Linked DNA regions of Mus musculus: region 2 is linked to region 1. A link is a contact called in public HiChIP or PLAC-seq data. All regions are on one chromosome and are shown on one strand. The core of a region is the stretch at or near the end of the contact, and the rest is flanking DNA. Distances in the headings are between cores, read along the strand shown. Region 1 holds the start of Spata31d1a (spermatogenesis associated 31 subfamily D, member 1A). Region 2 overlaps Naa35 (N(alpha)-acetyltransferase 35, NatC auxiliary subunit).

Region 1 (3,477 bases), core at 660-3,159:
GGCTGGAGAGATGGCTCAGTGGTTCAAAGCACTTGAGATTCTTCTAGAGGACTCGGGTTCAGTCCTCCGAACCCACATGGTGGCTCACAACGACCTTTGGGTCCAATGATAGGACAGCGGATGCCCTCTTACGACCTCTAAGGGCTGTGGTACACAGATGGACGTGCAAGGAAAACACCCATCACATGTACTAAATATCTAGATCGTTTAAAATGGAAGAAAAGTGTGTAGGAGAACCTGCAGATGGTGACAAGTGCTCTGTGGGAACACTCAGGACATTCACACGTGTGTGTGTGTGTGTGTGTGTTTGCGTGTGTGCGCACATGCGGCTCATTTGCTAATCTCCCCTCCCCCACCCCCTGTGTTGTTTCAAGTGCCTCTCAAAACCACTGCAGGAAACGCTGCTCAATGATTTCCTCATAGCTGTCAGCTCCCGGGGAAGGAAACGGGGGACACAGTGTCAGGAGACTTAAGCTGTGCTTCAAAGCAGCCAGTACCCGCCTGCGCATCCCACAAGATTCCTGAAGGGCCATGCCTGTCTCCCTGCTCATTCCACAGCCAGGGGGCAGAACTCCATGTTCTGAGATGCTGTGCCCACTGCTTCAGGCGTGGGGGAGTAGAGGGGACTCAGCTCTATCTCGGGTTGATCTTGTGAATCGGAGTCTCAGGAGCAACATCTTCAAATCATGGACCTGAAACTTCATAGAAAGGACATCAGGGGGACGCTGGGATGGTGACGTTAATAGGTGGACACCTACGTTTAAATGCTTTCCTTTGTTTGCGCCTGATGCTGTTCTGCCGCTGTAAGGAAAAGAGAAACACAGTGAGCACGTGAGACTTCTTTGTACTGCTTCTCTTTGTTATATATTCAGAACTCCTAACCACATTATCCTGAGGTCTATTGAATAAATGAGATTTATGCATTCATTTTACTAACTTTAGAAGTAATCACTTATGTTCACTGCTTTTCTCTCTGGGAAAGTAGAGGAGACCACGACAATGTCCACACTTGGGGATCTCAACAAAAAGTCTTCTTGATAGCATGGAGTCTGGAGGCAGCATTGACATCTCTGCTCTCTCCAAGGGCTGTGTGTGAGGCTAAAGACCACGAACCAGGCTCTAAACAGAGGCCTTCAACACGCAGCACTGTGATCCTGACCAGTTCATTGTGGAGGAGGGTAGGGGAAGGGACAGGTGATGCGGGAGTGGATCATAGGATCACTGTCAGGAGAGACTGGTCCCATCCCCAGAACCCAAAGACTGGAGCCAAGCCACTAGGACCAGTTTCCTACTTTGTCCTGGAAAATTCAGGCACACAGATAGGAAGGTGAATGTGGGCTCCAAATGGGAACCTTAGTCCTCCCTCTCATACCTCTCTTCTTCTCCCCTCTCCATCTCCCCTCCTCTCCTTTCCCCTTCCCTCTTTTTTTCCCTTCCCCTCTCCTCTCCTTTCCCCTCCTCTCCCCTCTTCTCTCTCCTCCCCCCTTCCTCCTCCCCTTTCCTCTCCTCTCCTCCCCTCTCCCCTCCCCTCCTCTCACCTTCCCTCCCCTCCCCTCCCCTCCTCTCCTCACTCATTCATCCCAGACATCCCTCTGACAGCCAAGCTCACCCCACAGCCAGGACAGAACTACAGCCTAGCAGTGAAGTCTCTCTTGGGAACTCACCATCCTTCCTTACCTTTGGGGTGTATTTCTTTCTCCCCAGCAAATGTATAAGCAGTTTCAATATCAGGTAGGAGATGTACAGAAGCAGTAGCCCCAGTCCACTCAGAAGAGTGTAGTTGAGGTCTATGTGGTAGGAAGCTGAGCCTAGGGTCAGCCATGTCTCACTGAGGCCATTCAGAGCTGAGAGAATCTTCTCCATGGCAGCAACAGCATGGCTGCCTGAGGTGTCTGAGGCTGAGGGTTCCTGAGCTTGACTAGAGTCCCAGGCCTACCTCACAGAGCAGGGAGAGTCACAAGGGTTTCTGAGGGTGGAGAGGAGGGTGTGTCTCCAGCCCTTCCCCCACCCCCAGGAGCTCCTCAGAGCCCTCTGCCCAACCCTGCTGCTCCCTGTTTCTCTTGCTGTTTGGAGAACTTGATTTGGACCTCAGCTGTGTTGGGACCACGTGGTGCCTGGGATTTTGCTTTGCTGAGATATTCACAGCCTTGGCAACTAGGCCCTTCTCACATATGCGCTATCTGCAGAATGGTTATTCCCTCTGCCTATTATATTTATTTATCTTCTCGAATATCTAGAAGTAAATGTCTCTGAGTCGAGCTTGAGTGTCTTTTAGTCATAGCAACACAGTTAAGTCATAAAACTGATACAAATACTAAATCATGTTAGAGCATATATTTTTGGTCAGCTCATGTATTCTTGGATATAACTGTATACCGTGTATTTTTTTTTCTGCAGTTAGTAAAAATTTAATTGCATTAAGGCTTTTGATTATGCTCCAGGTGCACAGAGCTGCAGTGACCAGTCAGAGTACCAGTTTCATGTCTAGGAAGAGTTGGTCTTTCCTCTTTTCATTTCCTTGCTGTGTCGGCGGATGATAGGAGTTTTGCCATTCTTTTAGATGGGGCTGGCTGTTGGTAAGCTCTGAGGGTGGTGCCCGGGATCCTTGAGGAGAGAGTCGGTGTCAGTGCCTTAAAGAAGAACCTGGTTGAGGCCCGTCCCTGACTGCCTGTCGTCCGCTCTAGGTAACCACATAATCCCAAACCTAGGAACCTCTCACATGTTATCCAAGCAGCAGCGTCAGGGTTAAATAACCCGGAGGTTGCTGCGCATCCTCATCTACACCTGCTTTAAAGAAGAATTGATGCTTTGTTCAATTTGGGGTTGGTTTGTGGCCTTGTTTCCCACTGAACGCTGCACGCCTCTGGGCCTTGGTGAGTTCCTTTAAGAATTTGGGGTGAGGCTCTGGTTCACCATTCTCCTGATGATTGGATATTCAAAATGACTTCACTTCCCACCCCACCCCGCAGCATCACATGATGGTTTAGACATGGTTCATCATCGTATGTCAGTCTTCATCCTGTGATAAAATGCCGAGGATGAAGAGAAGAAAAGCTTTGGAGGGTCATGGTTTCACACCGTTTATTTCCAGTCACTTAGCATGTCCCTTAGTATGACGCATGTAATTGTGCGACTGTATTATAAAAGAAGTGGCTGTCCTGGGACAAACAGAAAGGGAAGTCAGAAAATCAGGGGCCAAGGGCCTTGTCTTCCCTTCAAGGTACATCCCAATCACCTAGCTTTTTTCTCCTGGGCCTCTTTCCCAACAGTGTCATAACTTTTCCATGGAGCCACATACTGGTAACCAAGACACACACACACACACACACACACACACACACACACACACACACACAGACATGTGGTATGCTGGATAAGATTCATGAAGTATTTTAGGAGGTATGCCATGAATACTCAGAACTCTCTCTCTATCTCTCTCTCTCTCAAAGATTTCTTTATTCCATATATGTGAGTATA
Region 2 (3,477 bases), core at 248-2,747, 81 kb before region 1:
CATCTTAAAGAGTGAGATGCTAGCAGGCTGAGCACCTGAGCATCACTTCTGTGAAATGTGAGGTGCCCGGACTAAAAATGTTTCAGGTTTTGGAATATTTGTGAGTTGAGTATCCCTATTTCAAAAACCTGCAATCTAGCATATTCTCAAGTATGGGGAGTTTTAATGTTCAGAATTTTTTTTGAAAACTGGACTTGGTGATACAGGCCTTTTGTCCTAACACTCAGGAAATGGACAGGGGATCACAACTTCAGGATCAGTCACCCTCAGCTACAGAGTGAGACTCTGTCTTGATTTATTTATCCATTTATCTATCTATCTATCTATCTATCATCTAGTTATTTGAGTTTTCAGATGAGAGATGCCCACCCTGTACCTCTGAACTCTTCTAAAACAGTTGCTAGTCCAAAGACAGCCTGTCAGAGGTCACTGATACAAGCTTTGTTATGCTTCAGAGAAGTTAGTCACATTTTCTAAATGCAGGCTGCTCACCATACGTGTCTGTTGTCGGATTAGTATAGTGTTCCAGAGTTTACAGGAAGCCGTGTTTTAGGTCCTTAGGAATAGAAGAGCCAGAGGTAGCAGCCTTGACTCAACTACCACAGAAACATTAGTATTGTAATCTTGACCTTAGTTTAAAATAAGGAGAAAAGGAAATGCAGGACAATTCCTGAAGGAGTATACTTTTGCCATAGGAAATCATATTTCACAAAAAGCTTCCTTTTCCCATCTCTTTATAAATTCTGATATTGAAGTCTTTAAAAATGGGCGCCTGTGTAAGAAACGTCAACAGTGTAATTGTGCATTTCTTACATGCATTTAACAAGATTTAAGAATTTGGCATATTGTTTCTTTAGGATAGAGGAAGTTCATGTTGACAGTTACTAATTTGTCTGTGTGTTACAGCCGTTTTGTAGTCTTGTTCAGATCCATGGCCATAACAGGGCTCGGCAGAGAGACAAGCTTGGTCACATTCTTGAGGAGTTTGCTACCTTGCAAGATGAGGTAAGAGCCAGATGTCTTTTGTACAATTCATCAAGACATAGGTTTCAAGAATAGCAAGCTCTTGTGAGAGCATTAACGATAGTCACAGAACTTGGCAGTGTGACACAGAAGGATCATGCATTGAGGCCAGCCTGGGTCTCACAGGATACTTTTTTTATACTTTAACTTTTGAAAAGCAGTTCTTCAAAACAGTGATTTGTGGATTAATTTTTTACTCTGATATACCTGTTTTTCCACTTAAAATGTAACAGTTTTATAGTCCAAGAGAAGCACGTACTTGAAGAAATGTGAGGATATACCTTATAAGCATCTTAAATCATGGCTTTGTCATCAAGATAAATTGTGGCTTGTGTAGATAACTATGGTTTCATGACAAGTTACCCGACATGAAACAGTTTAAAGGTGACTCACGGCCAGCAGTGGCTCCCATTACTAACACCACAGACCTGAGGTCACAAGTTGAAGCTTGTCTGTTTTAAGACAGGGCCTGTTTCCGCAGGCTTATTTTTAGCCATTGGGCGGGCTCACATGATCCTCCTGCTTTAGTCTCTGGAGTAGACTGGTGGTGCTCCGTGCTTACAAACATGTCCACCTCCTTGCCTGGATAAACTAACTTGCATTAATGTGCATGTTTATTTTGAGGAATAATTTGGGTAAATATTAAGTATTGCAGGGTAAGACCTTTGCAAACCTTACCATTGATGCATTTGAAAGGAAGACTTTGTTTGGAGTGTGAGATTTACATCTTCTGCTCATATTTTCAGATTCTCTTACTATCTGACTAATTGACCCTAAAGTAACAATTGTTTTGACAGGCAGAGAAGGTTGATGCAGCGCTTCATACTATGTTGTTGAAACAGGAGCCTCAGAGACAACATCTGGCCTGCTTAGGAACCTGGGTTCTTTACCATAACCTCCGGATTATGATCCAGTATCTGCTCAGTGGCTTTGAGCTGGAGCTGTACAGCATGCATGAGTACTACTACATCTACTGGTGAGCGCTGTTGCCGCTAGCAGTGATGGCGAGAGCAGAGACGTTGTGTGCATCTATAAAGTGTACAGTCGGGGTTGCTGTGTGCATGCAGTCTCTGATCACACACGCTTCCCTTTCACCGTGCTGAGGCACGGTCTCCATGCCAGCTGGACTGCAATCCCCAGGTTACTTTCCTCGTACAGTCTCACTGTAGGAACAGTGGTGTTAGAGATGCGAGGGACTGTATTTGATTTTATAAGGATAGGCTCTGGGGATTGGAGTCCTGTGGTCGGTCTTTCTGACAGGCTCTTTGACCAGCACAGCCATCTCACTGGCCCCTGGAATATTTTTCCTTAGTGCATTTTTACTGTTGTGGCACAGTTGGTAAAATATTTTGAGAATTAGAGCTAGGTCAAAGTATACATCTTTAGTGCTGTAACATTACACAAATATTGCTGTAACATTACACAAATGTCCTTTCTGTTGTTGGAATAATTCTATGGAAAATACTCATAAAAATAAATGGGTTAATTCGACCATCTTTTATTTGCAACTGTGGAGAAGAGAGAGTGCTGTTTGCTGACTTGTGCAGCACTAGTGGGTGCATGGTGCGGGTGCAGTTGGTGGAATGCGCTCTCTTGTGGACACCATGACTGCAGGCTAATCACTGGGAGATGAGCTGCAGCTTCCCCTTCAGTGGAGGGAAAGCTAGGGAGTTCTATGAAGAGGCTGTTTGCGGCTATCTTAGACATGAGAACAGGTAGAAAATACACAGCAAGCAAGTGTTGATCATCACGATGACAATCGTGAATTATCTTCACCTATCAAGGGATCGAGACAATTTTAAACAGTTTCTTCATCAAATGTCAAAATTTGATATGTTACACTTTGGTATTGTTTGCTCTTTAAACTTATAGTTAAATTCATTTAACTTAATCATTGCCCTGAGAGAGGAAAGACTATTGAAGTCCTTAAAAACGAGCAGCTGGTGTTTGGAAGGGCCCTATCAGCCCTTTCCTTCACCGTCTGTCCTCAGAGAATGTGGAAAGTATCACCTGTTATCTCGCTGGGGACCTTTGCACTGAGGGGACAGAGCAACCTTCTGGCTGTATGGTATTCAGTGGGGATTCCTTTGTAGTCTGTAAAGTGATACTACATGTCCTCCTTAAGAGCCGCCAGGTGCCTCTTGATGTTCTGCACTCCTCCATGCAGTGGTGGACCCCTTGTGCCTCCTTCAGGAGCTGTGACGATGCAGCTTCAAAACACAATTCCAAAGGCAACTTTAACTAGTTTCCGTGGGCCGCCGATGGCTCAGCAGGTCAAAGCATTTTCCACACAAGCCTGATGACCTCAGCTCCACCCACAGGAAAGGTGGGAAGAGAGAGCGGGCTGCACAGACCTGTCCTGTAGTCTGCATGTGTGCTCTCTGGACTCATCGCCATCTGTCACCCTCACACAATGTGAAGAAGAAGAATAATACATTTCAATGTAATGTCTTA

Evidence for each region. HiChIP or PLAC-seq counts read pairs in DNA pulled down with a chosen protein or histone mark.
Region 2: a contact with region 1 is called in an H3K27ac HiChIP or PLAC-seq map of microglia, with 2.7 times the contacts expected there. The contact joins the enhancer-like site here to the promoter of Spata31d1a in region 1. A contact is called at or near these places in 6 of 39 promoter capture datasets (the C10 cell line, HPC-7-derived erythroid cells, embryonic stem cells and 1 more), 6 of 484 Hi-C or Micro-C datasets (brown adipocytes, effector CD8 T cells, embryonic heart and 3 more), 4 of 115 datasets of contacts at active chromatin or transcription factors (cardiomyocytes, embryonic stem cells and microglia) and 4 of 9 other capture datasets (adipose tissue, embryonic stem cells, liver and 1 more).

Annotation. Positions count from the first base shown.
Region 1 is chr13:59,704,288-59,707,764 of GRCm38.p6, forward strand. Spata31d1a (spermatogenesis associated 31 subfamily D, member 1A) reads right to left here and starts at 1,910. Exons shown (of 4, transcript NM_028157.2): 1 at 1,678-1,910; 2 at 759-801. The coding sequence starts at 1,863. Gm40972 (a long non-coding RNA gene) reads right to left here. Exons shown (of 3, transcript XR_873547.2): 3 at 2,400-2,604.
Region 2 is chr13:59,623,599-59,627,075 of GRCm38.p6, forward strand. Naa35 (N(alpha)-acetyltransferase 35, NatC auxiliary subunit) reads left to right here. Exons shown (of 23, transcript NM_030153.2): 16 at 907-1,005; 17 at 1,821-1,999. Among named protein-coding and RNA genes, the nearest start is that of Naa35, 40 kb to the left of the region's middle. Within about 2 kb of position 1,498, at least 26 of the 459 cell types and tissues checked have an H3K27ac peak or open chromatin away from gene starts, as enhancers often do. A contact at or near this core is called in microglia, where this site is marked.